7 separate regions of the Mus musculus genome follow, and all the other regions are linked to region 1. Evidence: chromatin contacts called from public HiCAR-type, HiChIP or PLAC-seq and promoter capture Hi-C data. All regions are on one chromosome and are shown on one strand. Each heading gives the region's core, a stretch centred on a gene start, on an enhancer-like site or on the middle of the called end of the contact. The rest is flanking DNA. Distances are from core to core; before and after follow the strand shown.

Region 1 (3,339 bases), core at 748-3,247:
CTTGCAGATCTTAAACACTGGAGTTTGGTTCCCAGAACCCACATCAGGGGCTCACAACTGTTTGTAACTAGGAGAGCTATAACCCCTGACTGGCTTTGGGCACCCCAAACACATGTGTATACATATGTCAGGAACATAAACATTAAAAAAAAAAAACCCTTAAAGCAAACCTTTTAGCAATAAACTAAATAAAGCCCCAAGAAAGCATCCAAAGTTCCTAGAGTAACTATTATTAGTCTTTGAACCTTTCTCCCACTCAGTGAATCAGAATGAGCAGGGAAGAGCAAGGCCTATGGAAATACAGAAGTTAAGATATGCCCTTTGAAACACATAAGACTCCTTAAATCTAGCTGCTACTTATTTAAACTACTCAAGTAGCAATACATATATGCTATGCTATCATAGTACAGAGCTCCTTCAAAGGACAGAGGCATCCACTTAAATTTAACTATTAGTTCCACAGACTGAAATCTGCTTGCTAACCCAAGGTTGGGCACTCTTGCTTTGTTTTGGTCATATGCATACACGTGTTTCTCATACCCCAAGAGCTAAGGGTTATGCTGGATTTTACCTCATGGGGATGAGATCCCAGAAGGCCAGTAAGGAAGCTCTCTGGTGGGTGTGTCTGACGTGTGCCTGGCAGGTTCCAGGGATCCTGAAGGAGAGAAGGGTATGTATAAAGATCTGGGGAAAGAGAAGGCACATACACATAACTATAGGTCTTCCTAAAACCCGGAGGATGTTTGTAAGTATCTATTTTGTATTTTTTTCAGACAAAAGTCTCCCTAATTCGGGCTATCTTGCAACTTGAGACAATTTTCTTGCCTCAGCTGCTCCACCATGTCTAGTTCATTTGTATTAGGCCAGCAAGGTCAAAGTGAGGAATTTACAGAACTCTGTTTCTCACTGGGGCAGAGCCTTTACTTGCTCTGGCAGGATCTTCTTCTTCTTCTCCTTCTTCTTCCGTCTCTCTGTTTCTTTCTGTCTCTCTCTCTCTCCCCTTCTCTGTCCCCTCTCTTTCTCTGCCTCTACTCTCTTCTCAATTCCCCTTCCCATACCCACAAATAAACTCTATTCTATACTAGACCTGTCTAGTATATGACTGGTACCTCGAGGAAGGAAGGAGGGATGCTTCAGTGTGGACCACTGAGTAAAGTACCCCCTCCCACTGTACTATACGTCCCTTCTATAAAACATATCCTTGGATTTTTAAAAACACATTGCTCTTCTTCCTTTTTTTTTTTTTTTTTTTTTTTTTGGGTTTTTTTGAGACAGAGTTTCTCTGTAAAGCCCTGGCTGTCCTGGAACTCCCTTTGTAGACTGGGCTGACCTCGAACTCAGAAATCCGCCTGCCTTTGCCTCCCAAGTGCTGGGTTTAAAGGCGTGCTCCACCACGCCCGGCGTCTTTTTCTTCTTTTTAAAAATGGGGTGTAATATAGCCAGGTTTGTATGCAGCTGTTACGACCTTGACTTTCTGACCTAGCCTCCACCTCCATAGTGCTGGGGTTGCAGGAGTAGGCCACCACTTAAGCACGACTTAGGCTTCACACTTGTTAGGCAAATAGCCTGTTAAGTGAGTACACTTCCAGTTCGGATTTTCATCCGCAACAGATGCGGTAGGCTCATGCCCAGAAATAATCTGCGAGCACTAGCGAGCAGCTACGGGGCAAAGCCCGCGCACGCGCCCTGGGTATTCTGCCACCCGCGGCTACACTCACCAGCTCCGAGGCCGCAGAGCCCGCGCAGCACACAGCATCACCCCGGTAGCCATAGTTTTTCACGCCACCCGCTGGCGGGCAGCTTCCGGGAGCACGCCCCTGGGCGGTCCGACCTGAGGTACCCGGTCGGGTCTGGCAGGCCTCGGCCCGGAACTCGCGGGTCTGGGATTCCGAGAGGCGGGCCCGCAGCTGGCCCCGCCCCCGACGCAGCCCCGCCCCGGGCAAGCAACGGTGGCTTCGCCGCGCCCTTTTGCGGGCGTCCCGCCTTCTGTGGATGCTGCGGTGTTTTCCTGCTCTCTGCTCCGCCTGGCCTATGTGTTTACATCTATGAAAACGCCCCGCTCTTCTAATAAATGCGCCCGTCTGGCCCCCTATCCTTCACCAGCCTAGTTCTTTTATGCATGCAATCGAGCTCAGGGCCCGCTGCCGTCTGCCGCTAGATGCATGCTGGCGCCCGCCCGGCTGGCGCTCGCGAGATGCCCAATAGCGCGAATTGATGGATGGCGGAAGCTAGTTACTAAGCTGGACTCGGAGCCGCGGAGGTAGAACTAGAGATCTGCACACCACCCTGGTTCTGCATCGCCGGGCGGGATCTCAAGGCTTTGCCAGCCTGCTCACACCGACCCTCATCGGCGACCACATCAGTGGCAGCGGAGTATCCCCGTCCTCCCCCCCCTGTCTACCGAAGAACCGAGGCGGCCCGGTCCGCGTAGGGAGCGGTTTCCCGCCGGGGCGATTTGGCAGGTGCGCGCCGTGACTTCCGGCGTTGCCCGGGAGCCGCCGGAGGAGGAGCGGCGCAGGGGATGCGGCTGTGGCGGCGGCGGCGGCGGCCGAGCGCAGGAGGCGGCTGTGGCGGCGGCTGGGGGCACGGGCCGGCGATGGCGCGGCGGCGCTGAGGGCAAGGGTGGGCGGCGGCCGGAGGGCGGGCGGCGCGGGAGGAAGCTGCGGCAGCTCCATGGCCCAGGCGTGCTGAGGGACACGGCTCTGGCTTCAGCCCGGCAGCGGCCGAACAATGAAGCTCTTGAAGCCAACCTGGGTCAACCACAATGGTGAGTGCACGCAGGAGTCGTGGGCGGCCGAACCTGCATCGGGGTGGGGTCTGGGATTGGCTTGCGGCGGTGCTCAAGTCCTGCCCACCTTGTCCAGACGCTGGTGCCGGGTGCTGGAGCTGCAGAACGGGCAGGAGCAGACTTTGTCCCCGGCTCTGGGACACCGGCGAGCCCGGGCACGTGCTTCGGGCTGGTTGCAGCGAAGTCCGCCTTTGCCTCAGGCAATGGCGCTGTGTCCTGCGCCGCCCACCCTTAATCTGGGATGCCTGGCTCTGGTGAGCCGGCTTGGGTACCGACCTGGTGCTGCCATCCGGCTTCACCATCCAGTATGTGCTCAGATGGTTGTGAGTATGAAACTGGGGCGACATCCCCCTTGTGGCCTTTCAGCGGCTCGGTGAATCTGCATGAGATACTTACTGGCTGTATTGCCCTTTCTGAGGCCTGGAGTTTGTGACAGTGCCCCCACTCGGGCTATTGCGATCCTGGAATGGGAAGGGCCTGGGCTCAGGTCCTACGGAGGACCACGAAAGAACCACGTTTAATGTAAGGATTGGGGCTTCAGATGACTAAGA
Region 2 (3,463 bases), core at 898-3,397, 1.8 Mb before region 1:
AACATACATGCAGGCAAAACACCAATGCACATAAAATAAATCCTTTTTTCTACAGCCTTGGCAACTTTGGATATTAACCTTCCTTTTTTCCTCCTATAAAGAATAAGGTTGCTGGGCAGTGGCAGTGCACGCCTTTAATCCCAGCACTTGGGAAGCAGAGGCAGGCGGATTCTGACTTTGAGGGCAGCCTGGTCTACAGACAGAGTGAGTTCCAGGACATCCAAGGCTACACAGAGAAATTCTGCCTCAAAAAAAAACAAAAAAAAACAAAAAAACAAAAAACAAAAAAGAAAGAAAGAAAGAAAGAAAGAAAGAAAGAAAGAAAGAAGGCTATAGCACTTCCTAAGGAAAAGGCCTGAACTTGAAAGAGTTATATTTTTAAGTATTCTCCTCTAAGATGGAAGTATACTGTACTATGTTGAGTATATGTCCTCTTTTTATCAACTATGGACCGTCTCGTTATCTACTATAATGTCAGTGTTCTGGATAGCTCTGGATCACAGGAGACAGCATTCTTCAGGACCACCAGCATCCCCTTACCTGGCTTCCTGCCACCATAGAAATGAGTGTACTCAGCACAAGTGATATACCTGAGGAAGACAGAGCATGTGTTACTGGGTCCTGCCACGGACAGGACAGAAGCTGTAAAAGTAACTTATGACAGAACGCCCACTCACTTGTCAAATCACATTAAACATCTGCATTGTGTGGCACATAAGAAGGACAAAAGATGGAGAGATAAAGAAACATCAACAGCACCTTGTCCAGAAGGAAATGAACTGGACTTATAGACTATCTGACAGGAAGAGCTAGGCACACAAAGCTCTGGGGAAGCCCTTTACAGGAATAACACTTACTGAGGCTGGAACAGGACAAGCTGAATCTGTTCCAGAAAGGAGACAGCAGAGGAAGAGTGTGATGAGGTACGTAGCAGCAGAAAAAGACACAGAAGCAAGGACAGCGGCCGAGTCAAAAATGAGTCAAAGATCAAGGAGAGTACTCTCTATTTGCCTAAGTGTGATGGGAAGCTGGTGGGTGATTTTGAGCAGGACCCAGACATGATCTAACATAGCTCCAGTTGCTCTGTGCGGTTGTTCTTCTGTTAGGATGAGAATTGTCTTCAGTCTATATATAGTAAATCAGGGACCCACTATGTAACCACTGAGCTAGGATAAGAAACGGCAGGCTTAGGTGTGAAAATTATCAAGTTCCCTTTTAGCATACTAGTTTTGAAAAAGCTGTAAGTTTTCCAAGTGGAGAACTGAGTGAAAGCTGCTGACTTAGTGCAAGAGACTCTTTGAACAGATCCACCACAGGGATGAAGGAAACACCCCCGAGGTCTGGGACAAGGGGAGGGGAAGCCCAGCAAAGAGGAATGAAATAGAGATCATTCGCAGATTAAATTACTAAGCGCCAAGCCTTTAATCCTAGCACTCGGGAGGCAGAGGCAAGGGGATTTCTGAGTTCGAGGCCAGCCTGATCTACAAAGTGAGTTCCAGGACAGCCAGGGCTACACAGAGAAACCCTATCTTGAAAAACAAAAACAAAAACAAAAACAAACAAAAAAAACTACTAAGCGCATGTAAGATCTCACTAAAGGCTACTTTTGGAAAGGGAAGAAGCCCAAGGACTGAAAAGCTGGATACTAGATCTGGCAATACAGAAGTCAAAGATATCCTTGCAAGCAGCTAGGGGCGGGGAGCATCTGAAGAGACAACAGAAAACAGAAAGTACAGCAGCAGCAAATGGGAGGGGAACATGGAGCACGACCCGCCTATCTTCAACTTGAAGGCTGTCGCCTGTGTGTAGGCTCTCAGACTAGAGCCAGGACGAAGCGGACAACCAACTCAGGGGCAAAACTCGTTCGCAGAAAGGCTAGGGGTAGGGAAATCCCGGAAGTTAGTTAGTCCGGCGGTAGAACGCCCTGGCCCGCGTAGGCTGCACTGAGGGACGAGACCGCGCCTGTGAGAGCTGAGGCTTTCAGATGATAGCCTTCAGCACGGCGACGAGCTGAGACGAGAGACGCGACCCAACTTACATCTTGTCCTTCTGGTGCTGTCGCTTCCCCATGGTGGCAACAAACCGAAGAGACCACAGCAGACACTGACTATGGCGCCTCCGCTTTCTCAACTACTTCCGGAGATCGACGCACTGGATCCCGGAAGTTGGAAGAAAGCATTCTGGGAATTGTGGTTTCCAGGTGTCCAGGTGCTGGGTGCAGGCACCGTGCTAGGCTGAAGCTTGCTAACTTTGAGTAGAATCCACTTTTCCTGTCTCCCACCATACTGCGTTGCCTCCCCCAAGCCCTCAAAAACTTTTCTATGCACTGTCTGGCTACTTGTTCAGTCCATGCTATGCTAGGCAGACTCACTCAGACTCACCTCCTTTGTATCTAAAGATCTTCAACCTTTTTCACCTTCTCTAAAGCCATGTCCATGTGTATACTCAACTCTTCTCTCGTTCGGTCCCCACGCCCTTCAGGCCCATCAGCTGGCAGATGACCAAGCCCTCTCTGCTCCTTCTGTGGCCAGATCTTTGGTCTGGGTCTCATGTGCCGGGAGAATGGGTCCCAAGTCTCCTTTTTTTTTTTTTTTTTTGGTATTTCGAAACAGGGTTTCTCTGTGTAGCCCTGGCTGTCCTGGAACTCACTCTGTAGACCAGGCTGGCCTCGAACTCAGAAATCCGCCTGCCTCTGCCTCCCGAGTGCTGGGACTAGAGGAGTGTGCCACCATGCCCGGCCCCAAGTTTCCTTTTTAAAATTGTGTGTGTGGTTAAATAGTGGCCATGCCACAAGTGTAGAGCTCAGAGGACAAGTGAGGAGTTGGTTCTCTTTGCCAGACTTGCACAGCTCTTATTTGTTAAGGCATCTCTCCACCCTAAGCTGGGTTTTTGTTTGTTTTTGTTTTTTGAGACAGGGTTTCTCTGTGTAGCCCTGGCTGTCCTGGTGCTCACTCTATAGATCAGGCTGGCCTGGAACTCAGAAATCCACTGCCTCTGCCTCCCAAGTGCTGGGATTAAAGGTGTGTGCCACCACCGCCTGGCTGATCAAAGAATTCTTAATTTCCTTGTTCCAAATCTCCACTTTGATGCTAAATGGTATGTTCCATACCCTAACCCTAACCTCCTGATAAGATCTTCAACCAAATAATTTTAAGATGTCTTGTCAAATTCCTACATAAACATAAAACATTAGAAACCCCCTAGCCTTGCAGTTTGGGGGATATTAAAAAAAAAAATTCTCCTTTGAGACTATGCTCTCAAATCCTACTTTAGGGAGATAACCCTGTCTAACTGAAAATGCAACCAAAAAATCTGGGTCACTGGTCTGATTCTCATTTGGCAGGATTAACAAGGACCACCATCCACCCAGTTAGCCAAAGGCAGTCATCCTGTCAGCTTCTTACTTCATAACTTCTGCCTTCCAAATAAATCTTACCTCAAAAGATCTTTTAGCCCAGTATGG
Region 3 (3,051 bases), core at 461-2,960, 1.8 Mb after region 1:
CTTAAGACATTGTGAGAGCCAGACCTCAGGGAAGAGGCCTCCAGGTCAGTTCCACTCAATTCCTTAGCAACAAAGCCTTACCTTCAAGTTCTGGTAGGCAACCAAGGACAACAGCAATAGCTTATATTGTTTTAGGAGTCTCTCGGACCCTCCTGACCAACAACTCTGAGGAAGGTTTTCTATGCCTGGCCCTGAGATTGTGTTAGTCGTTGGCTCTTGAGGGGAGCATTATCACCCCAAGTGGTGTAAAAAGTTAGACACTATTAAAACTTTCAACAGGGTCTCATTGTGTAGTTCCTGGCTTGCTTAGAACTCACTCTGTAGACCAGGCTAGCCTTGAACACACAGAGATCCACCTGCCTTTGCCTCCTTATTTAATCCCAAATATTGGGATTGAAAGTATGGGCCACGATGCCTGGCTCATTTCTTTCTTTCTGTCTGTCTTTCTTTCTTTTCTTTTTTTTTTTTTTTTGTTTTTTTTTGAGACAGGGTTTTTCTGTGTCCTGGAACTCACTCTGTAGACCAGGCTGGACTCAGAAATCTGCCTGCCTCTGCCTCCCAAGTGCTGGGATTATAGGTGTGCGCCACCACTGCCCAGCTCATTTCATTCTTTAAGTGTTCTTACAAGAGAAACTTTTTGTACTTCACATAGGCAGAAAACAGACTTAATTTAGGTAGCTTACCAAAACCACACTGCTGGTGCATGGCAGGATTTGTTTCTAATATCATGTTTTGAAAGTTTGAGTTTCCCACATTTTTCCAAGTTTTTATTTCAAAACAATGTATTCCTACAAAATAACTTGAAATATATCCCAACAGCTTTTCATATCCTCTTCATCTGGACTCATCAGCTTCTTGATAAACCTTTTAGGGCACAATTTCCAATTCATCTCCAACATACTAATTGGTATGTGACTGTTGATTATATATATATATATATATACATATACACACATATATACATATACACACATATGTATACATGAAATATACATACTAAATATTTATATACCATACATATGGTATGTGCCTGATATATGTATGCATGTATGTACGTATGTATGTATTCTTATCTGTGATAGAAGTCATAGAAACAGAAACCGGTAGACATTTCCTACAGAGGACTATACGGCTATAGAACAGGCAGAGCAGCAATGGGCTGTTCAATCTCTCTCCAAAGGCTGAAGAAGTCATTGGCAGTGGAAATGGATGGTTATGCCTAGAATCCAAGATCTACACGCATCAGCAGCTCATGTCTGTAATGAAGTTATTCTCTGCTAGAAAGTAAGTTCGAGGCTAACCTGGGATAATAAATAAGTAAATTTCATCTTCACTTTGGGGGAAATGGTTTGCGGTTACTATTCCACAGTAGTAGTGGCATAATTACACCGAAGTCACACAGACTCGGTCAAGACTTGAAGAGTTTTGAGCTCATAGAAATCTCCTACAGAGGACTAAAGCAAGCATGAACATGTATGGACGTCCTGTCTTCAGGATGACCTTCTCATCGTACCATGCATCCAGTTGTGGTGAAGCTACAGGATCGGAGAGCTAGGCATCTCTGCAGTCAGACCACCCTTGCACGCACAGAGACACCCTAACTCAACAGTAGCCGTTCGGGCTGGAAGCCGGAACAGTAATTCCCGTCCTGCTCCAGAGGGCGGGACTCGGGATCCGCAGGGCGCTTCCGGTCTGGAGGACAACGCGCGTGGCCTTCTGGGAAAAGGGGCGGTGCGAGCAGGTGCGCGCGCAGCAGGCCGGCAGTAGTGGCGGAGATGGAGGAGGGTGGACGAGACAAGACACCCGTGCAGTCCCAACAGCCCTCCGCGACAACCCCCAGCGGCGCGGACGAGAAGTCGAGTGGCAAGGAGCGAAGGGATGCCGGGGAAAAAGACAAAGAGCAGGAGCTGGTGAGGCGCAGCCTGGGGAGCCCGAGGAGGAGGCCTTGGGCTGAGTCACTGCTGGCTCGAAGGCCTCGGGCCCGACTCCGTACTGCCCACCGCACCGGGGAGACTCAGGATGGGGCGACCCTTTCTTTATACCCTGCCCGCCCCATTACGCACTGTCACTCCCTGAGGCCCTCACCATCACATCGCGGTTCTTTGGTTATTTCCTAGAATGGCTTCCAAGCAGAGTCTGCCTGGTTCCTAAGGTAGACAGCCTTTCCTATAGGGCTGCTTCCCTATCCCACGCCCTCTTCTTGTCCATAGACATTCACACTCTTCACCTGTCCCGGGGTAAGTGGGAGGAGAATGTGATTCGGGTCCCCACTTTTGATGAGCTTCTTCCCCTAACCCTCCAGTCTGAGGAGGACAAACAGCTTCAAGATGAACTGGAGATGCTCGTGGAGCGACTCGGGGTGAGTCAAGATGTTACTACAGGGGGAGTATAGTTGATGTTTCTCATTTGTTTACTCTATTTCATTTTGAGGCAACAATTAGATACCACATATTAGATATTACGATAATTTGAGGGAAGAGTTACAAAGGGTATTTAAATGGGGTCATGGGTCTCAGGTCATTTACAGGGGTTGAGGCATCATGAAATAGGAGCCAGTTATGTCTTTGACCAAAGCATTGGTTAAGTATGTATGGGTCGTGATGTGGAGAAATGTGACTCCTTTTGGTCTGAGCATTAACATCCCCTATTAGGAGAAAGATACATCTCTATATCGACCAGCTCTGGAGGAACTGAGAAGACAAATTCGTTCTTCTACAACTTCCATGACTTCAGTACCCAAGCCTCTCAAATTTCTGCGTCCACACTATGGCAAATTGAAGGAAATCTATGAGAACATGGCCCCTGGGGAGAATAAGGTAATTCAGAATATGGCTGGGACCTGTCCAGTTGAATAATTCCTTTTTTAATGCTAAGTCACTGAAAGCCTAGTGGACCCCATCTAGCTGGAAAGTTCATCACAGTGAGACTGATTCTCCAGTGGAAAGCCTGAGAATGCTTCTCAGCTCCTTAGAAGTTTCTGCTTCATTATATCTTAAGATTTTCTTAGCACGATGTGTTTCTGACTTAATTTAAAATTTTTATAGTGTGTGC
Region 4 (3,241 bases), core at 685-3,184, 1.8 Mb after region 1:
AGTGTCCAGAGCAGGGAGGAGGAGGAAGAGTGTACAGAGAAACACAGCAGGTGGGAGGAGGTGAGCAAGACAAAAGGGTGGGAGGGGAAGTGGGAGAGGCCAGAGCAGGGAGCGCTTGACCCTGAGAACTCAGTCCACAGGCACAAGGAGATGGAGCAGCCGCTGGTGCAAAAGAGTTACCATTCCATGTTAGATGCCTGGCTTCCATGGCCAAATGCGCCTCTTCTTGACCCGTGGACGGCCAGGATATGGGCCATCTCCAACAAAAGGGCTTGCCTCCACTATCGATTGGCACTGTACTCTCATACCAGTTATTCTGTTTCACAGTCTCTGGTAATTGGGCACCTCTCTGACTCAGTTACAGCCCAGGCCCTCTCCTACAGCTGTTTCTCCCTGTTATCCTCTCGGGCAAATTCCAGCCTAAGGTGATAAAAAAGAAACTACTGGGCCACTTTCTTTCCTTAGGGCTTGGTCCCCCATTCTGGTGAATGGCTTCTCAGCAATGGTGGTCATGAGTCATCTCAAAGCTCAGGACCCCTGCTTCTTATGAGGTCAAGGGACACTCCATGGGCGTGGGTGGTGGTGGTGGGGTACCTGGCTAGATCCAGCTGGAACAAAGGTTTCAGTTCTCACACCCATTCCTGCTTCCTGCATCGGCCCTAAAGCTTCAGTCCCCAGGGTGGCAAAAAGCCACCTAAGCCACCTTTTCCAACAGGGTCTCCTGAGGAGTTCTTGTCAATGTTGGGCTTGAGCTGTTAAAGGCAGGGGTTGGGTTTGATTACTTCCTACTGTCTTTAAGCTAAGCCTGGGACCATGTACACAGCAGGGACCCAGGAGGGTGTTGAAAGTAGATAGACATGTGGATCAAGTTCAATAGTATAGATGGTGTTCAGAAAGAGCACTGGGCTGCTGTAACTTGGACTCAAGTGGTAAGTGAAGAAAACAAAAACGTGTATGCAGAAGTGGGTAAGAGAAAGGACACCTGGGCCAAGCACCTGGTGTCATTGTCTTCTGCAGGCCACCAGTCTCAGCCAGAAACCAGCAAGCAGCTTTCCAACACTCTGAACCCACAGCCTGGCGGATCCCGAACCTCAGTTTCCATAGCTGAGAAAGGCTGAGGCCGGGTTAGGGTAGGCCATCTGTCCTCACACTTTCCAGGGCAACCTGCAGCATTGGTCCCGTAGGGCAACCCTTGGGTTTCACTTACCAGGGTCTGCTCGTACTGCAGCGCTCGAGGCTCCATCCCTTCCCCCGCCGCCGCCGCCGCGGCCGCCGCAGCCGTTGCAGCCGCCATCTCGGTGCACTGTCCTCTTGCCTCCCTCTGCTTCTCGGCCTTGACTCAGCTCCCGGCCCGCTGAGCCCGCGCCCGCACCCGTCCCGTCCCCTCAGCCCAGGCGGCCGAGTGCAGAGTGCGACGGGTCCCCGGGCGCGCGCCGCAGGCTCAGCCTCCCGCTAGCGTCTCCTCCTCGGCGGGCGGGCCGAGGGCGGTGCCCTGCTTTGCTGCTCCGCCCCGGCCCATCTGCAGGGGCGTCCCTGCCCGGCCGGGGTCTGCATTGGGGCCGCCTCCTGGTGTCCGGAGAGGCGGCAGGGGGCGCTTGAAACACGATCTCGCACCCCTTCGCCACGGAGGCCCGGGATTAACCCAGCGCCCTGAGGGTGCGGGGGCCGGGCGGGGGCGGGTCTGCTGGCACGTGGAAGGGACGGGCTCTCCCGCGGCTGCAGCGTTGTGCGGGAGGGGCTGGAGATGTGGGGACTCTTGAACTGGGGTAGGGGGCTACTGACAAAAGCTAATTCGGGCTCTCTAAGCCAGACCGGACAGGGGCAGCCTCTGCTTCACACTTTCAGGCGGCTCAGACGCATCTGGGAGGATGCCCGAGAGCCGGCTCCCTCCTTGCCTCCCTTTCTCCTTCCTTTCCTCCGGGTTCCCCCGGGAAGGTGCACCTGGAATGGCTAGGCCTGGAAAGAGGGGCGGAGGTGGAGGTGGGAGGGGACGGGAAGGGGTGAGGCCCGAGGGAAGGGAGCTATTGGTGCGGGGGAGGCCGCTCCTGGGAGGCGGGTGTGTGTGTGTGTGTGGGGGGGGGGGGGAGCAGAGGTCGCTCCTCCCAGGCACCGCTTAAGGGGGAATTTGAGTAGCTGCTGACGCCCTGAGGAAACGGCCTACTGAGGCTCCACATTGTCTTTCGGGGTCCTGGGAAGGACAAGAAGAAGGTGTCGAGGGCACAAAGAGGATGGGCAGCGTTAGGTTGGAGCCACTGGAGAGGACAGTGTCCAGAAATCTGTGGAGAAAGAATAGTACCAGGATGAAGACTCATTCAAGAAACAAGAGGGTGCCCAGCACAGGGGCTGTAATGAGAGGAGGTAGCACCTAGAAAGAAGGTATTGCGAGCTGTCGCCTCCCAGTGAAAGGCGCACTTCAGTGTCCAGAAGAGGGTGGTATAGTGGGGTGACAGGCAGTACCAAGTTCAGTTGGCAGTGTTCTAGGGGATCAGTGTGAGGCTAGTGCCAAGCAGGGCCAAGGGAAGACGGGAGTGGCGAGGAGGTGAAGCCCCAGGGGAGGGCACAATGCGGGCTTTCCTTTCCCCGAGAGTGACATCATGGCAAATTCCCAAACCGGACGCACCCGGCTCCGGTGATGTCTAGCTGGTCCGAGCCAGCTCGCACCAGCTTTGGGGATCTTGGTGACAGTCTGAGGGGCTGGGCACCGGGTCCTGGAGGGCTGGTGCTCTGCGGGCGGGGTTCTGCTCCACCTGCCTGCAGCGCGGACTGTGCCCTCGGCCGGCACGCGGACTTCAGGGAAGGGCTAGGGCCGGGCTTCTCTGGGCCAAGGATCAAGGTTCCTGGCTGGGTTAGGCCCCCAAGCTTTCCACGCTTTGGGATCCACAGTCTGAAGAGGGCGCCGTCGAGCCGGGCGCAGCGCGGTACCCCGTCGGAGGTGGGACTTAATCTGTCCCCGCCTTGGACGGAGTCACCGAGTTTTGAGACTCGCCCACAAGGCCCGAGCACCTCGGAGGTGGCCCTTCCCGGCGGAAGTGAAGAAGCCCCGAGAAGGAGGCAGCGGAAGTGGCTGCGTGACTGCAGCCCGTGCGCACGCGCCCTCGGCCTCGTTGCCGCTTTTGGGGCGGTACTCTGCCCTGTCTTACTTTTCTCCACGTGAGGGGGTGCGCGAATCCCCAGTGGTGGCCGCGCGCTCACATCCTCTGCAGCTTTCGTGCCCTTCGCGATGGCGGGCATCCTGTTCGAG
Region 5 (3,262 bases), core at 27-2,526, 1.7 Mb after region 1:
GAGCGCCTGGCAGCGGCGGTAGCAACACTGACCCCGTGGCGGCGTGGCCCTGCAGCCCCCGCCCGTAGGCACCTCGGCCCCGGGCGGGGGTGCGCCGGCAGCCGCATCGCCGGCCCGTGCTCCTGGCCGCTGCGGGGCTGGGCCCGGAGCCCGCCGCCAGAGCCGGCGCGTCTACACTCCGGACGGAGGCTTCTCCCCCATCCCCTTCAGCACGTCGTCTATCCGGTCATCCTCGATCACCACTGCGCAGGGAGAAAGCGCATCAGCCGCGCGGTCTCGGGGGGCGGCGGCGACAGTGGGGCCGGTGTCCTCAAGCCCCGCGCAGATCTACTCTACTGCCTGTGTTTCCGCGACACGGCTCAAAACCCTATGCCCTCCCTACCCGAACTCTCCCGCGGACCCTACCTGCTACCAAGCCTGGCACCCAAACCTCCCTATGTGGGAACACCCCTCTTCCGAAGACTCCCAATGCGAACCCTCCCGTCACCTGAGCCTTCCTCCATCTAAGCCGACCAGAAACCTCTGCCTTCGACACAACCCCCTCCTCGAACTGAGCTCAGATGAAACTGTCACCTGGTGTAACCCTTTCCTCTACCTGAATCCCTGTTTTGATAGTGCCTTCCTGAGTCCCCTCCCAATACAAACAATCAAGACGACCGAACCCCTGGCCTCGGTGCCCTCCAGTAACATCCACCTACTCATCTCAGCCCAAGGAATTGGCCCACCACCTTGTGTTCCCAGTGCCAAGCAGCCCCAAATACCCTAAGCGGCCCCTCCCCCTTGACCAGGAGCCGGGGCTCTTTTTCCAGAAGTGGAGAGCTTCGAATCCGGGACACAGTATTCCCGGGAGAGGGAAAGAATGGGACAACTCCACAGCAGGGACCCTCCCCACCCCGGGCGGGTACGCAGCTGGCTGCGCTGGTCTGCGGCAAGAGCAGCTGCCACTTGACGGGGAACGGCAGCCTGGGGACGCCAGGCGAAGGGTTTCTGGGTCAGGCGGCGACTCCGGGCCCGGGCCGCGTACCTCTCTTGGCTCGGCCGATCTGGCCCAGCTTGGGGGGCCGCTTGGCCTGGTTGCCAGCGAAGAAGGAGTTGGTGTCCTGCAGGCGGCAGCTGAAAGAGAGGTCGGAACCTTCGGGGTCTGCGCCGAAGCGGCCCATCTTGTCCTCACCGTAGGGTAGGATCTCGGACATGGCGGGCACCGGGCGGGCTAGGGACTGCGGCGGGGCACGGGCAGAGGCTAGCTGCCGGACCGGCCCTAGCTCAGCAGGGGAGCCGGCGGAAGGATGAAGTCATACAGCATCCGGGACTGCGGAGCCGAGCGGGGCCTCCTCCCCCGCGCCTCCGCCTCCCGGGCCGCTGGGCAGGCGGCGGCGGCAGCGGCGGGGACCGGGCGGGGGCGGGGCGGGGGCGGCGGCGGCGGCGAGAGCGGAATGACGATGAGCGCCCGACTGCGGCAGAGAACGGCGGGCGGGGCGCGGTGGAGGCGGGGCGGGAACCGGCCAGCGGAAAGAGGCGGGGCCCAGCGGTTCGAGGGAGTCCGGTGATCCCTGGAGTGGAACGCGCGGCCGTGGGAGGTTCCCGCGAGGTGGCCGGGAATGGCCGCCACGTGGGCCCGGGGGAACCGCAGCGGCCGGTGCAGGCGACAGCTAGGCGGGAGCGGCTAGCCGAGTGCTTAGGGGAGAAGGGGAGTGACGGCACCCGCGGTTAGGGGAGAGCAACAGAGAACTGAGCGCCAAAAGCTGGGGGCGCGGCGGGGCCCCAGAAGGCGACGGCCAGGCTGGCTGTGAACACAGCCCTGGGCTCTGAAACGCGACCGGGAAAGGGCCAACTACGCGTAGAGAGAGGGGAAGGAACCATCCGACTGGAGCGCGGGAAGAGCTCGGGCCTGGGGGTGGTGCCACCGTGCTTGGCGCGTTCCTGTATCCTGGTTGCGCGTAGGTCTCCATCAGTTGGCCAATTTGTATTCGACTGTCTGAGCATCTGTCAGTCTACCTCTGTGTATCTGATCTTGGTCTCTGTGTGCTAGTTTTGAATTTCTGTATCTGTCTGCATACCTGGTCCCTGTATGAGTACCACTGGGTCTGTCCCCCGAGACTGCGTTGCGGCCTTTCAGGGGAAGGATCTTAAACACTGCAACCGCAGCGCGCGCCAGAATAGACTCCCCACAAACCCTAGGACCGCTGTTGGCGCCAAAATCCAGACTCAAAGCGCCAGTCGCTCCACGCGGTTCCCTCAGCCTGGGAGGCTTGCTCTAGCTGGCAGTGTGGGAGAAATGAATGGCAGCGTCGCGGCGGGCGCCCTGGATGCGGATGACGCAGGGAAGCCCGGAGTGCCTGAGCAAGAGGCGCGCGCTAATAAGCATCAGCAGGGACAGGGTGTCCCCCGCCCTTGTTGCTGGGGCCTGGGGTAGAGTTCTCTCCCTCCCCTGAAAAGAACACGCACACTTCCTTTCACCTCTTGCGCCCCCCGCCCCCCCACAAACCCCGCCCCTGCCCTGCTAGCAGTCAGCTGCAGCGTCACCCGCTCTCTGGCGCGAGAGGGCTCTGGCGCAATCACTGGCCTTGGGAGGGAGGGTGTGTCTCACATTCACTCACAGTGACGGGCTGGTAAAGACAATAATGACGCTATTGCTTTTGCCCATGCTCCAAGCAAGACACCTTCCCTTTAGTCCCGCCAAATCACGCTAGTGAGATTGCTGGGTTGCTGATTTTTCTCCCTTCGGGTGTTTAATGCAAAGGTCTCTGCTGTCAGGACTCTGAACAGGGCCTGTGGGATAGGGAAGAGGAGTGATTGAGATTACCTCTGGGGTGTAGCCTAACAGGGGTTCCTTCTAACACTCCTGTACGCCATCTTTTTGGCTGGGAGGAATGGTCCCCAACTGAGCCCTGGGGTGAGAAAGACTGACCCTGACATCTGAAAGGAAGGACAGAATAACTCTGGGTGATCAGATTGTCCAAAACACCTCCTTCCCCTGGAAGTTGCACAGCTATGACTTTCAATCCAGAATCTGCCATTTTCTGAATGACCTTGAATTGAAGGCCCAATAATCGTGTTTTTAAAAATCATTTGTGTTGGTCCTGGTGGAGTTGGCCATTCATCTCTGTGATCAGTCAGGCTGATCTCTGTGAGTCTGAGGCCAGCTGCATCTACACAGTAAGTTCAGGGCTACATAATGAGACCTTGTCCAAAAACAAACAAAAATCATTGCTACTTATATAACTTTAGAAAAATAAAGCCACCAAAATCTTAGCAGTATACT
Region 6 (3,387 bases), core at 263-2,762, 1.9 Mb before region 1:
ACCTGAGCTCCATCTCAGAGGGACTCTCAGCTTTTATTGCTTACTCTGGTGGGAGGGGCCTAGTGAATCTGGTCAGTTTTAAGGACTTCCTGAAACTCCTTTGAGTTTTTTGATTGGTTTTGTTTTTTTGAGACAGGGTTTCTCTGCATATTCTTGGCTATCCTGGAACTCACTCTGTAGACCAGGCTGGCTTCCAATTCATAAGCGATCTGCCTGCCACTGCCTCACAAGTGGTGGGAATCAAGGTGTGAGGCACCATGCCGCCTTGCTGCTTTTAGTTTTTAGTTTACTATTTCAGAAGCTTCCCCTCAAGTTAGAATGTTTCAAGTTCATAGAATGTTTCAGTCCTTCAGGAAACTGTTGCACAACACCTGGACCCGAGTCCCCAAATTTCTATGTCTTTTTCCAGTGTCCCTACCCACAGCTCTCTATACTTTCCCTTGGCTTTTTATTTCTTCACAACACTTAAGTGCAAATATTGTATTTTGTCTGTCTTTTCACTCTGGAAGCATGGCTGGCTCCAGTGCCGTAGATATTCAGCAAATCTTCTTGAACAAACCTCTAATTAGGGGATTCAATGTCTTGTGTTTTGGTTTCTGCTTACTTATGTCTCACACTGTTAGGTGTGTGTCACGGGCAAGAAGGTAGATATATGTAGTTAGTATAACAAAAGTTATATTTTATTATGCTGAAGGTCATCATGCAAGGTTTACAGTCTAAATTTCTTACAGTCCTAAGCCTGTCTCCCCAAGGTCACCTGTGTCACCTATCTTAGCTTCAGATCAGGTTTCTGATTTGAGGATCAGGACCCTGGCGGGGGGGGGGGGGGGGGGGGGGGAGTGGATTCTCTAGCCACAGAGCAGATCAAGGTGTATCTCTCCAGATGTGTAGAGCAAATCACTGCTTTTGGTCTCTGCTTATATTCTGTCCAGTGGGCATCATGGGGTTCTAGGACTGTATCTGGTTATCTTGCGTGAGTGATGTCACTGAGCTCTGGATCAGGAGCAGCCTTGGATGCTGTGGGATTCCTGCTTAATCTAGTTTTATATGTCTAAAAGGCATTTTTTAAAATTATGCTCATTACAGGGTGAAAGTTTTTTTCTGGGTCTGGGTTATGCTTTTTGGTTTCTGTCCCACTCTGATGGTCTAAGTTCATCAGAGTGCACAATGTGGGCCACGTATTCTTAGAGGTCTGTCTCAGGGGTCCCGTGGTTGGTGTGCAGTGAGTCCTCTGGTCTCAAGCCAAGTCCCTGGTCCCGTGTGAGTTCGTTCTGGACCAGGCACAGCACCAGGACAGTGGGTGGGACTCTGTGGGGTCCTTATGCCTAAATTCCAACCTAGCTCTCTAGAGCTACCCAGCGCTTGGGTCTCCGAGCGCACATGACGTCCCTCCCCCGCAGCCGCAGTGCTCCTGCCTCACCTCGCTGCTTCCGCCGACCCGCGAGACTCCGCCCTCTCTACCAAGAGAAGCCAATCAACACGCACGCCCTTGACTCCGCCCTAGCGCCCTTCGACGCGAACCCTTCCCTCCTCCCACTCGTAGCCCGCCCGTCAGGCAGGAAGGCTGGCAGTGGTTCTACCGGCGGTTAATTCTCTCCTCTGTGTTGTCCTCCTTCCTCGTTCCCGATCGCCGGCGGGGGCGGCTACACGGGCGGCAGCGCGGTTCCTGCGGGAAGCGCAGCATAAGTCGAGCGGCAGCCGCGAAGCGTCGAACCGAACGCGGCGGCGGCGGCGGCGGCGGCGGCTGTGCAGCCAACATGGCGGCGGCGGCGGCGGCGGGCCCGGAGATGGTCCGCGGGCAGGTGTTCGACGTAGGGCCGCGCTACACCAACCTCTCGTACATCGGAGAAGGCGCCTACGGCATGGTTTGGTGAGTATCCGCGCTGGATTTCAGGCCCGGCCTCACGCGGTCACCCTGTGCCCCCTGCCTGTGGCTGATCTGGACGCACCCACGGCCCTTCCCGCGCCTTGGCCTCGCGTTCTGCGGCGCCCCGGACCCCTGGCTTCTTGGCCTTCACTCCTGGAGCCCTGGGGCGGGGTCCTGGAGCCGGTCGAGGCTTAGGTGTTGCTCCTCGTCTTCCTCTGCTGCTTCTCGTTTGCGGTTGGAGGGGCAACCCCGATTGAGGCCAGGACTCGAAGACTCCGGGGCTTGGTCTTAAAGCGCGTACTTTCGAGGCTTCTCCCTCGGGACGGGAACGGAAGTACACTGTGTCTCCTAATTTATAGCATTATAGCCACCGCCTCTTGACATTAGATTAAAGCCAGGAATTGTATTAGATGCTTGTCCGTGGTGGCGGCGGCCATGGTTTTGCAAGACGGAATAATAGGCTTGTGTGCTGAGCACCAAAATATTTTTCTTCTCTTCTGTGTACGTGAACAGCATTCACAAAATATCTTAAGTAGCGCTAATGATGCTTTCTGCCTCGGGCTTAACCGTTAATGACACAGCGTTGGTTGTGGACATATTGAAATCTTGAAGTTTCAAAATGGATTTAAATATACCGATTGTGTTTCAGAAAGGATAAGCCAGCATCACTCTAGAATTATTAAGAAGTATTTGGAGTTAGTCCTAATTTGACTTTAAATTATCCCGTCGTTACCCTCAAGAGTACTCTCTTAACAGTGTGAATGTATCCATATGTTTTAGCCCGATTACTGTGATCGTTTCCCCATAACGTTTCAGTGTTCAAGAATAGTTTTTGCACGATCACTTGCAGGATTTCCTGCATGTGGAATGTTGAAGTGTATTGTTTTAACTAAAACAAGTTCATTTATCGAAGGTCTCTGAGATAGTTTAATTTAACTTAGCTATCTTGAGGAAAGAGAAGACAGCCTTTTTCAGATAAGGTATTGAAAGGAAGTCCTTTTACAGGGCGAAGAACTAGAATCAAGCTTTGCTGTAGAAAGATCCTGTTTTAAATGCTTCAGCTCTTGAGCTATTGCACAGGCCTCTCCTTGATTTAATAATCTCAGGACTTCGGCATATTTTCCTGATGAACAAGTCTATTCAGAAATGCATTAAAATTTGAATAGTCATAATTTTAGAAATGCCAGAAAAGGTGTGTTTTCACCAAGTGTGCTAACAAGATAGAATAATTAACGTTCTTTTTTTTTTTTTTTAAAGAAAAGACTCATGAATAGTTATATTTTTATGAGCAAAATGTCTCATAGTATACAATTACGAAGATAAAAGTGAACTGGACCTGCAAGTCAAAAGAGGAATGGAGAAAAAGTACTTTCCATATCACATTTGTCTTGCATGTATTACTACCCTGTACCTGCTGGTAAATATGCCAGTAACACTTATTATTGACACTCATGATTACCCACTATAGGCTCATTTATTTAAGGGGGGATTATTTTAAGTAGGGACAAAAAAAAATTAGG
Region 7 (3,503 bases), core at 125-2,624, 1.7 Mb after region 1:
TGCCCTAGTCTCCTAAATGTATTATACACATATGGGTGTACTCAGTAGCTTACTGAGACCAGAGAATTGAGTACTCAGTAGCTTACTGAGACCAGAGAATTGAAACAAGGTTTCAAATGGCCCCAGAATGGCCTGGAACTCATTTTGTAGCAGTGGGGTGACCTTGATTTTTTTTTTTTTTTCTCCTTAGGTTTTTCTCTTTAACCCTAGTTGTCCTGGAATTCTGTAGATCAGGGTGGCCTTGAACTCAGAGATCTGCCTTTTTCTGCCTCCTGAGTGCCGGGATTAAAGGCTGGTTCCATCTAAGTCCAGCAACCTTGAATTCTTGATCATTCTATCCCTGCCTCCTGAATGTTGGAGTTATTGGCATGCACCGCACCCAGTTTTATGAGGTACCGGGGATCAAACACAAAGCCTCAGGGTAGACAAGCATTTTACCAACTAATCTATAACCTCAGGCATGCTGATAGCTTTTTTAAACTTTAACACCAAGACTGGCAGCTCCCCATTGCAATAATGCTTAAGCTGGATGAATGGGCAGTCGAGTGTTGTCACATGCCTTTAATTCCAGCACTTTGGCGACAGGCAGGAGGTTCAGTTCTTAAGTTAGCTTAGGCTCTCTAGAGAGATTGTCTCGGAAATATAAACGGGTGTAATTTGAGCGCATTGGAATAAAGTTGTCTAATTTTGCAAATTGAGTGTGTGTGTGAGGTGTATCTTTTACAGACACTTGAGATCTGCTTTGTCTGTAGACCCAGGATAAACAATGAACTTATAAAAGGGCTTGTTCAGGTTTTCTGGCAGTGGGTGATGTGCCTTGGGGTGGCAGAACTTCATTCTCAATGACCCAGTTGAACACCTATGAAGTGTGAAGGAACTGAGGACAGAGCAAAGAGGCAAGCAGAAGTGTGCTCCTCACCCAGCTGATTCAACTAGCAGGACTAATTGAAACTGATCCACTCTGGACCGAGAGTTGGCGTGAGTCAGCAAAACGCCAAAGGTGGGCGAGCAGCAGCATGCGCCTGCGGGGAAGGTATCCAAGCTGTAAAGCGACCCCCTCCCACGTTAGCCCGTGTCTAGGCATTTCTCCCCTCGCAACACCTCCCGTGCTCCCCACTACGATAAGCCTCGGGCGATCCTGCCACGCCCCTCGATACAACCTCCACTTTCCAGAAGGCAGCGAAAACCCGCACAGGTGGTAGACGTAGACGGGAAACTGGAACCGCGCAGGCGCGGAAGCTGCCACGCCTGCTGGACTCCGCGGCGCTTGCGTCCCGTTCTACTAGACCCGCCCCCTGGACTCACGCAGACTCTGCTTTCTTACGTCAACCCTGCGCATGCTCCTTGGGATGAGGGGTGCGATTTCGGGGTGGGGAGGAAGGGCAGGGAGGCGGTCCTAGGCCCAAGTCTCACCACGACTGCGCAGATTGGATCCCGAGTGAACATGGCGACTTGCGCTGATATCCTGCGAAGCGAGTTCCCTGAAATTGACGGGCAGGTCTTCGACTACGTGACCGGTGAGCGAAACTGAATTAACTGCCTGGGGAGGCCGAAGTGGAGGTTGTGGGGAAAGACTGAGGGCGGACAGTGCAGCAGACCGCTATCTGGTCTCTCTGCGTGACCTCTTATCTTGAGGGCCAGTGGGGTCTGGTGCCCCGAGTGAGCTGTACAGACACTGAAACTGCTCCTATATCCGCCCTACCCGTTGTCTGTCTTGTTCTGCGGTACCCGGCTCAGGTGTCTTGCACAGTGGCAGCGCGGATTTCGAGTCTGTGGATGACCTGGTGGAAGCTGTCGGGGAACTATTGCAAGAAGTGTCCGGGGACAGCAAGGATGACGCTGGCATTAGGGCTGTCTGTCAGCGCATGTACAACACTCTACGCCTGTAGGTGCCAAGGGAATGAAGTTGATGGGCAAAGAGAGGAGAATGGAGAACAAACGAGGGGGAAGGTCTGAAGGCTGTAAATCTTTTCTCCCAAGTGAGTGCTTTCTCTCTACCTACATAGGGCTGAACCGCAGAACCAGGGAAACAGCCAGGTGCTACTGGACGCCCCCATCCAGTTGTCGAAGATAATGGAAAACTATGGTGAGAGTGAGGGGAGATTGAACTAGCTGCCTTCTGCCTCCACCCCCAGCCACCACCTCGCTGCAGCTCAGGTCTCTCCATCTCAACAACAAGGCTTGTAGGAGCTAGCGGTATTTTTGTGACCATAAAAGCTTGTGATGGAGAACGGGGCCTGGAGGGCTCTCCAAGCTATTGTCTGTAGTAGGAGGCATACAGACCTTGAAGCTGGTTTTGCCAGTTTCGTACCTTAACCAACAGCGTGGTCTTAAAAGAGTACATTGGGCTCTTCTTAAGTGTGAGATCGTTTTGCCCTTTACTTCAAGGCTAATAACTGTCCATTTCAGTGTTATAATGCTATCTTTAAAACTATCCTTGGTTCTTGTTAGTCATTCAAAGTCTTCATTTCCCTTCTCTCATGGAGAAGGTGACTGCTTTTCTTATCACTTACAGACTGTGACACCAAACTTCCAGGACTGCTAAAGAGGGAACAGTCCTCGGTGAGAAGTGGGAAGGGGCTGTGGTGGGTGTGAGAGTTGACCGTCTACTGAATAGTGGGTGTATCTTTGGGCGAGATTTCTGGTGTGTCTTTCCCTGCGTGTTTGCTTATGTAGCGTCATGGGTAAGTTTAAGGGTTTGTTTGCAGTAATCTCTGGAGTTCCTTTTTGAACCTGTACCCTAGTATGAACTGGTTGTGTTTGGAATTCACTCAGACAGTAAATGCGAAGAAACTAGAGAAGGCTGAAGCTCGACTGAAGGCAAAGCAGGAGAAGCGTTCAGAGAAGGAAACACTGAAGACCAGCAACCCTCTGTGAGTTTGGGAAGAAGGGCTCTAAGCAGGAAGCAGGGCAGATTCTGGTATTGAAGGACTTTCGGGAGCCCTAAAAGCTGTCTGTTTCTCTTTTAAAAAGAGTCTTGGAGGAGGCGTCAGCTAGCCAGGCAGGCAGCAGAAAAGAGAGTCGATTGGAATCATCTGGCAAGAACAAGTCCTATGATGTGCGAATTGAGAACTTTGATGTCTCTTTTGGTGACAGGTGAGGGAATGGCCAGTGGCAGGATCTTTCTAATTAAAGGAGAAGGAGCTGTGTTTCTAGATGATTCTTCATCTCTCTTTCTTACCACCCCTTCAGGGTACTGCTGGCTGGAGCAGATGTAAACTTGGCATGGGGCCGACGCTACGGCCTGGTGGGACGCAATGGTCTGGGGAAGACGACATTGCTAAAGATGCTGGCTACCCGGAGCTTGCGTGTCCCAGCCCATATTTCCCTACTGCATGTAGAGCAGGAAGTTGCTGGAGATGACACTCCTGCCTTGCAGAGTGTGCTGGAAAGTGACACCGTACGAGAGGACCTGCTACGGCAGGAACGGGAGCTCAGCCTCAGGATTGCCGCTGGCAGGTGAAGGCTTTAGGCTTGAGGGTATAAGCAGCAGCTCTCTGTCC

Evidence for each region. Promoter capture Hi-C pulls out the DNA fragments that hold promoters and counts their contacts. HiCAR-type assays count read pairs that join an accessible place to other places. HiChIP or PLAC-seq counts read pairs in DNA pulled down with a chosen protein or histone mark. Capture Hi-C pulls out chosen DNA fragments and counts their contacts.
Region 2: a contact with region 1 is called in a promoter capture Hi-C map of cranial neural crest. The contact joins the promoter of Ppil2 here to the promoter of Hira in region 1. A contact is called at or near these places in 1 of 39 promoter capture datasets (cranial neural crest) and 1 of 115 datasets of contacts at active chromatin or transcription factors (astrocytes).
Region 3: an H3K4me3 HiChIP or PLAC-seq map of pro-B cells shows a contact between it and region 1, with 7 times the contacts expected there. The contact joins the promoter of Psmd2 here to the promoter of Hira in region 1. A contact is called at or near these places in 1 of 39 promoter capture datasets (embryonic stem cells), 1 of 484 Hi-C or Micro-C datasets (erythroblasts) and 1 of 115 datasets of contacts at active chromatin or transcription factors (pro-B cells).
Region 4: a HiCAR-type map of astrocytes shows a contact between it and region 1, with 7 times the contacts expected there. The contact joins the promoter of Clcn2 here to the promoter of Hira in region 1. A contact is called at or near these places in 3 of 115 datasets of contacts at active chromatin or transcription factors (astrocytes, large pre-B cells and thymic regulatory T cells) and 2 of 9 other capture datasets (adipose tissue and liver).
Region 5: a HiCAR-type map of astrocytes shows a contact between it and region 1, with 4 times the contacts expected there. The contact joins the promoter of Camk2n2 here to the promoter of Hira in region 1. A contact is called at or near these places in 3 of 39 promoter capture datasets (embryonic stem cells, liver and pre-B cells), 1 of 484 Hi-C or Micro-C datasets (B cells), 2 of 115 datasets of contacts at active chromatin or transcription factors (astrocytes and large pre-B cells) and 1 of 9 other capture datasets (liver).
Region 6: a contact with region 1 is called in an H3K27ac HiChIP or PLAC-seq map of embryonic stem cells, with 3 times the contacts expected there. The contact joins the promoter of Mapk1 here to the promoter of Hira in region 1. A contact is called at or near these places in 2 of 39 promoter capture datasets (cranial neural crest and maxillary cranial neural crest) and 1 of 115 datasets of contacts at active chromatin or transcription factors (embryonic stem cells).
Region 7: a promoter capture Hi-C map of adipose tissue shows a contact between it and region 1, with 2.3 times the contacts expected there. The contact joins the promoter of Abcf3 here to the promoter of Hira in region 1. A contact is called at or near these places in 4 of 39 promoter capture datasets (embryonic stem cells, hippocampal neurons, liver and 1 more), 1 of 115 datasets of contacts at active chromatin or transcription factors (large pre-B cells) and 2 of 9 other capture datasets (adipose tissue and liver).

Annotation. Positions count from the first base shown.
Region 1 is chr16:18,874,753-18,878,091 of GRCm38.p6, forward strand. Hira (histone cell cycle regulator) reads left to right here and starts at 1,998. Exons shown (of 25, transcript NM_010435.2): 1 at 1,998-2,767. The coding sequence starts at 2,731. Mrpl40 (mitochondrial ribosomal protein L40) reads right to left here and starts at 1,885. Exons shown (of 4, transcript NM_010922.2): 1 at 1,719-1,885; 2 at 572-655. The coding sequence starts at 1,771.
Region 2 is chr16:17,109,105-17,112,567 of GRCm38.p6, forward strand. Ppil2 (peptidylprolyl isomerase (cyclophilin)-like 2) reads right to left here and starts at 2,148. Exons shown (of 21, transcript NM_001252444.1): 1 at 2,039-2,148; 2 at 541-590. The coding sequence starts at 2,070.
Region 3 is chr16:20,649,942-20,652,992 of GRCm38.p6, forward strand. It overlaps Psmd2 (proteasome (prosome, macropain) 26S subunit, non-ATPase, 2), which reads left to right and starts at 1,711. Exons shown (of 21, transcript NM_134101.2): 1 at 1,711-1,910; 2 at 2,303-2,359; 3 at 2,652-2,816. The coding sequence starts at 1,776.
Region 4 is chr16:20,714,702-20,717,942 of GRCm38.p6, forward strand. Clcn2 (chloride channel, voltage-sensitive 2) reads right to left here and starts at 1,935. Exons shown (of 24, transcript NM_009900.2): 1 at 1,208-1,935. The coding sequence starts at 1,294. It overlaps Polr2h (polymerase (RNA) II (DNA directed) polypeptide H), which reads left to right and starts at 3,125. Exons shown (of 5, transcript NM_145632.2): 1 at 3,125-3,241. The coding sequence starts at 3,221.
Region 5 is chr16:20,620,002-20,623,263 of GRCm38.p6, forward strand. It overlaps Camk2n2 (calcium/calmodulin-dependent protein kinase II inhibitor 2), which reads right to left and starts at 1,277. Exons shown (of 2, transcript NM_028420.2): 1 at 1,025-1,277; 2 at 1-242. The coding sequence starts at 1,193. The coding sequence ends at 172. The region is part of intron 2 of Eef1akmt4-ece2 (Eef1akmt4-Ece2 readthrough); the gene reads left to right.
Region 6 is chr16:16,981,870-16,985,256 of GRCm38.p6, forward strand. Mapk1 (mitogen-activated protein kinase 1) reads left to right here and starts at 1,513. Exons shown (of 9, transcript NM_011949.3): 1 at 1,513-1,870. The coding sequence starts at 1,758.
Region 7 is chr16:20,547,229-20,550,731 of GRCm38.p6, forward strand. Abcf3 (ATP-binding cassette, sub-family F (GCN20), member 3) reads left to right here and starts at 1,375. Exons shown (of 21, transcript NM_013852.2): 1 at 1,375-1,517; 2 at 1,738-1,885; 3 at 2,007-2,086; 4 at 2,516-2,562; 5 at 2,776-2,873; 6 at 2,974-3,096; 7 at 3,193-3,459. The coding sequence starts at 1,445. It also overlaps the pseudogene Gm15760.